Linked DNA regions of Zea mays: region 2 is linked to region 1. The links are chromatin contacts, called in public Hi-C maps. All regions are on one chromosome and are shown on one strand. The core of a region is the stretch at or near the end of the contact, and the rest is flanking DNA. Distances in the headings are between cores, read along the strand shown.

The links. A called contact is a pair of places that touch in the nucleus more often than the background predicts.
Region 2: a Hi-C map of root tip shows a contact between it and region 1, with 2.5 times the contacts expected there. The contact joins the enhancer-like site here to the promoter of LOC100275568 in region 1. A contact is called at or near these places in 6 of 25 Hi-C or Micro-C datasets (ear, endosperm, leaf and 2 more).

Annotation. Positions count from the first base shown.
Region 1 is chr6:115,415,129-115,417,828 of Zm-B73-REFERENCE-NAM-5.0, reverse strand. It overlaps LOC100275568, which reads right to left and starts at 1,344. Exons shown (of 2, transcript NM_001149620.2): 1 at 1,096-1,344.
Region 2 is chr6:115,475,403-115,478,102 of Zm-B73-REFERENCE-NAM-5.0, reverse strand. LOC103629826 (a long non-coding RNA gene) reads right to left here. Exons shown (of 7, transcript XR_554655.4): 2 at 2,413-2,700; 3 at 2,239-2,309; 4 at 700-818; 5 at 1-597. Among protein-coding and RNA genes, the nearest start is that of LOC103629826, 3.4 kb to the right of the region's middle. Within about 2 kb of position 1,257, at least 2 of the 20 cell types and tissues checked have an H3K27ac peak or open chromatin away from gene starts, as enhancers often do. A contact at or near this core is called in root tip, where this site is marked.

The sequences.
Region 1 (2,700 bases), core at 95-2,594:
GATGTACATAAAAGGAAGCAACAGAAAACAGTATCAAATATCAATTTATGTGCTGCACGCATGGACGGAGGAGTGTTGAATGCATCTATGTTTTCCCCATGCTTTAAGTAAAAAAAACTGGACCCGCAGGGATAATACAGCCACAGCCCCCGAGCAAGAAGAAGACCTTCTCATATGAGAACAACGCGACCAGGGCTTAGACTACCTAACCAACTCAGCTAGAGGCCCTTTCGCACCATGGTTCAAGTAACAACCACCAAGCACAAATAAAGCAAACTGGCTAGCAATTTCTGCTCTCAGCTCCTGGGGGACGCATCTAATCGCAATTTCATGGGAAGCAGTTTCCAGATCAGTATATCTGTAGCCGAATTCAGAAACAAGAAGATAGTTAACAGAATGTAAAGTGTGTCATTGAGGTTCGAAATGTAGACATCCGAAACGTTCTTGTCAAACAACGGCATCTTATCCAGAAGCTGGTACTACACCAATTTGAAGGTTAACACCAGCTAGTAGCATAATATGCGGATGCGGAGTTTCCAATGGGATCAAACTGTCAGCCCGTAGATACCGAAAATAGGCAGCAAGTTGGACGGGGTTTGGGCAAGAATGGTTGTAGAAATGTCACTTTCATCTTCCGTTCGTGGCTGGATTTGCAGCCTGGAACATGTTAGGCCACACCCAGTCACCCACCCACCCTAGGCCAAACGCACTGCTGCTTGAACCCAGAAAAAGGAACCTGGCCTGGTGGACTTACCCATCCACTTGTGCGGAACAAGCAAATTCAGCACACGAACATCCCCCAAACACTTACACATACTGGCACGCGCGGAAAAAAGCTAGTCGAGCGGCGGCAGCGGGACACATTTGCTCGCCGCTCGGCAGCGAGGGCGCAGGTAATCGCGCGTGGAAGGCAGCTACTAGGAGTACACGGTACACAGAACAATGGTCCGCGCGAGAGCCACACGCTTGGTGGAGGCCCCCGATTCAGGGCCCCTACGAAACCAAGCGCCTCGCTCGCGAGTAGTACGACGTTGGAGGGAGCGCGGCGCAGGCGAGGGTCCAGGCGGCGGGCGGGCGGGCGAGGAAGGAACGGACCTGGTTGGTTCCAGCGGACGGGGCAGTTGAAGGCGAGCCCGCCAATGGCGCCGACAGCGAGGGCGCCGGAGGACGCGATGCAGTGCGGGCGGGGCGGGGCGGCAGAGCAAAGCAGAGTGGGGGTGACTGCCGCGTGACCGGGGAGGACCTGCGTTGATGGATGATGGGTTAGTTGGTGGCGACGTGGTGGGGTGGTTTTTTTTTCCTGTTAGATCTGGGACGTGTTAGCGTCGTGCGGGGACGCTGTTTTTTTCTCTCTCTCCCTCACCCCCCAACCCCCTCTCTCTCTCTCTTTGCTCGTAGTAGTTCGGCACTTCGCTTCACTTTGCCTTTACTGTATTTTTCTCCGGCGGCGGCGCCTCTATCGCGTGTTGATTTTGGGTTGGCGCTGGCCAGCACTGGATCTGGCGCTCGTGATTTGTTCACGGCCTCGGCCGGGACGCTGCGGCGTGGTTGCCTTGCCCCGGTCACGCCTTGGATTCTTCGCTCGTGGGCGTGGCCTCGTGCTCTCCTGCCCACCCGCGTAAGTACGCGACAGGCGTCCCACTCCCACCCACCTGCTCCCCGGTGCGTCGTACGGTGGAGATTCCATCGGTCTTTGATTACTGTTGTATAGACGCGCGCGCATCGGAGAGATCCAGCTGCACGCCAACGCTTTGACAAGCACGGACTGCAAGCGGCGTAATTACGTCGGCACCAGCGAGACCGATAGTGCTATGAATATGGACGAGGGTTTTTTTTTTTGCCAACACCAACCCAACAAAAAATAGGAGCTTAAAGCATAGCCTGGTATAAATAATATAGGTCGGACCGGTACAGCTAGAAGGAGGACCTAGGTCAGTCTCAAATTCTAGCTCGTCGGGCCCCTAACACGGCCCAATGAAGCAAATATTGTTCAATTTCTTTAATTTAATAAGTTATAGATTTTACATTGTTGTAATATTTGAACTTCATGTTATCAAATGATGCTCACATTATTTAATATCTTTAGTTTAGTAAGCTATTTACTTTATATGTTTGTAATATTTGAATTTTATATTGTTCAAATATATGAGCTGGGCCGGGGCGGCCCCAACCAAAGCATGACGTGTTTTATGACCGGACTGGACCATAGTTTCTACTCTTTAAGCTGACACGGCACGACCTAAAAATTTTTGTGTCTTCTGAGCCCAAAATCGTTTGGTCCGATGCACGATGGGCTCGAACCGGTTCGACCTAGCCCAATTGCTAGCACTAGAAAGGAACCTACAAAGATGGCGTAAGTGCTAAATGTTTAAGGTAAACTATAAGTGGGCGTGTTGCATGCTCTACCGTTCAGATATTTGATACCAGACACTAAGATTATATTTGGTTGCGGGATAGTTATAATAGTTAAGGACAATCATATCCCCAAGCGTCCGTCCAAATTTGACGAACAGCTGGACACGGCACTGGGATGGGATGGTCCTAATTCAATCTCTAACCTTGAACTAAGTAGCCTTATCTAAAGGATCATCACATCTCATCTCGTCTCATCATTGTAACCAAACACACTCAGCTAAACTAAACTTGTAAGCACAATAGTAACACTTGACTATAGATAACATACGACACAATAATTTGAAG
Region 2 (2,700 bases), core at 8-2,507, 60 kb before region 1:
CGCGCCCAGCAGTAGAGGCACGCGGATAGGCCGACGCACTACGCCAGGGGCGCCGCGCGCCGCGTCATCCACCAGCCTCACTAGAAGCAACTTGCTCATGGCGGGCCGCCACCATGGCTGTTGTGCCTAGTGTAACCTCAAGCAAGTCTAGTCTGTTTCTGTCTGTGTATACGACTAAAAAAACAACAGACGAGGGATTCGGACGAGGCAGCCAGTGCTCTCACGTAGCCAGCTTCTCCTGTTCCAGCTCAGTTCTTGTTCATCCAGCAGAGCACCAAAAAACAGAAAAGCGGAGTGATGTACTTACTATTCCTCCTCCTCCCATGTATATATATATGATGGCAAGCAGCCTGATCTTTTCAATTCTTCTTCCATTACTATCTCGCTTTGCTTCAGTTGTCCTATGATTCAGATGGCACTGAGTTGTCAACGACTCCAGGAGGCTACATGTGCCGAGCTATACTCTCCAGATGACTTTCGGGATGTCTAGCTGTCAGCATCCACTGAAGAAGAATCGGTCCTTGAAACGAAGGCCATAGGAAGCACTGATGGACCACTGATTTTTGCCACCAAACAACATGTGTAACATAAAGCAACCTACGCCAGTTACATTGTCTGTCAGCAGGTATAACCGATGGTTGTTTAACAACATATTGCAACCAGACTAACTCAGTATGCTCCAGAACATTTGCGTTATACCTGATTTCCTACGTTGCAACCACTTCAGTCCATTCCTCATTTGTCCTCTCATTTCAACAACCAGCTCCATTTAGAAGCCAAGTTTCTGTTGGCGCAGCGTTCAAATCACATGAAAGACTCTGCAAGCCACAAAGAGAAGTCCATGTGAGCCGCACACCTTCCTTACAAACGTTAGGACGACTCCTTGACAGGGACATGACACCTTCAAAACGAATAATTCGAAGCTTTTCATAACATGTTAGTCATGCTTGCAAGGCACATACACCATCTAACATTGCCCTGCACCTCTTGACACTCCCAGAGACAGAAATTCTAACAAAAGTTGCAGTTACCATAATGCAAGAATGTTGTGATTTTGGTGCTTGCTCGAACCACGAATACCAAGTCAGGAGAGGGCAGGAGCCGGCGCACGGTAGCGTGTGCGGTCGGCGGCGAAACGGGGCCGACGAGTCAGGGGAGGGCAAGAGCTGGCACAGGGCAGGGCGTGCGGTCGGTGGTGAAACAGGGCCGACGGTTGGAGGCCGTGGCCGAGGGCGAGACGGGCCGATGGAGCAGGCCCATGGGCGACGACGGGGACATGAACTTGAAGGCGAGGTTAGGAAGAGAATGGCGTGGAGGACAGGGACCGAACAGAAGCCGCCGCGAGGGGGTCAGCGGCGAAGCGTGGCTGGTGGTTGGAGGCCGTGGCCGAGGGTGATGCCTGCGTGCTGGTGGAGCAGGCCACGAGCGACAGCGGGAACAGGGATCCGACAGCGAGGTCGATAGCACCGAGCCACCAACGCGTCCATAGCACCGAGCCACCGACGCGTCCTCCTACGCTGGGGGCGGTGGGGCAGCGCGCCGCCACCGGGGCTAAGGCCAGTGGCCGCGTCCGCGCAGGGGCCACCGTTGCCGGGGCTTGATGTCGCGCCGCCGCCAGGGATGGAGCTCGGGGCCGGTGCCGCCATTGCCCGGTCTCCTGCACCCGCGCCATGGCCGGGGCCAGGGACGTCGCGCCAGCCGCGGGCGGCCACGCCCGCGCCGCCGTGGAGCCGCCCCGGCCGTGCCTGCGCGCCCGCGCGCTAGGGCCATCGCGGATGCGCCCGTGCCGTCGCGGGGGTTTGCCATACGAAATCCTAGGCGGCGATCTCAACGGGATTGTCGGGTGCTTACGGAAGCGGTCCGGCGGGAGGGCGGGATGCGGGGCTGCCGGCGGGATGCGGGTTGGGGTGCGGTCGCGGGCGGGATGTGGGCTGCGCGTGGCAGAACGGCAGAACCATAGGTGTGGACGCCTATGTTACTCACATAATTAGTAGTAGAGATTATATTGAAGTTGACAAAAGAGAGCATGTCAGACATATAGTGTTTTCGATTTTGAGCAACCACATTTAGTCTCGATGGGAACTCCCTTTCTTTAGCCTGTACGTATGTTTTGTGAAGCAGCAACTATTAATAGAAATGGGTGGTTTTTTTGTAAATATAGTAGTTTTCTAATTTGTGTGCATTATAACCTGAGTTCATGCTGTTTGTGCAAGTAGATGTATAATGTAGAAATATTACCTTTTTGGAGGAGATTCAAACGAAGGCATATTATCTTTTGCTTTGAGTTGCCTAGTGCTAGTTGTTTGGTCCTGCAGAAGGAAAAATGTAGTGGGCTTTTTTATGTGCTCATTTTGTTGATGCATTTCTACCTTTCTGGTCATTAGTTTTTGGAATAAGGTGGAGGAACTGTACCTTTGTGATTTCTTCTTTAGCATTACATTTGGATCTATGTTCTTCAGTATCAGATGTAGAAGTCTGTTGGCTGCTATATGCATCTTGATACATGTTAATCCTTTATTATACACGATATACATTTCTAAAAAAAACTAAAAACAACCTATATTTTGGAATGTAAGTAGTTTATTTATGGCAAACATCAGTATGGAATTCAGATCATATAAATTGATATTGTTGGATAATTAGAATCTAAGCCATAAGGATGAAGTAACAAACTTAGATCAGCAATGCCACAATTGTATA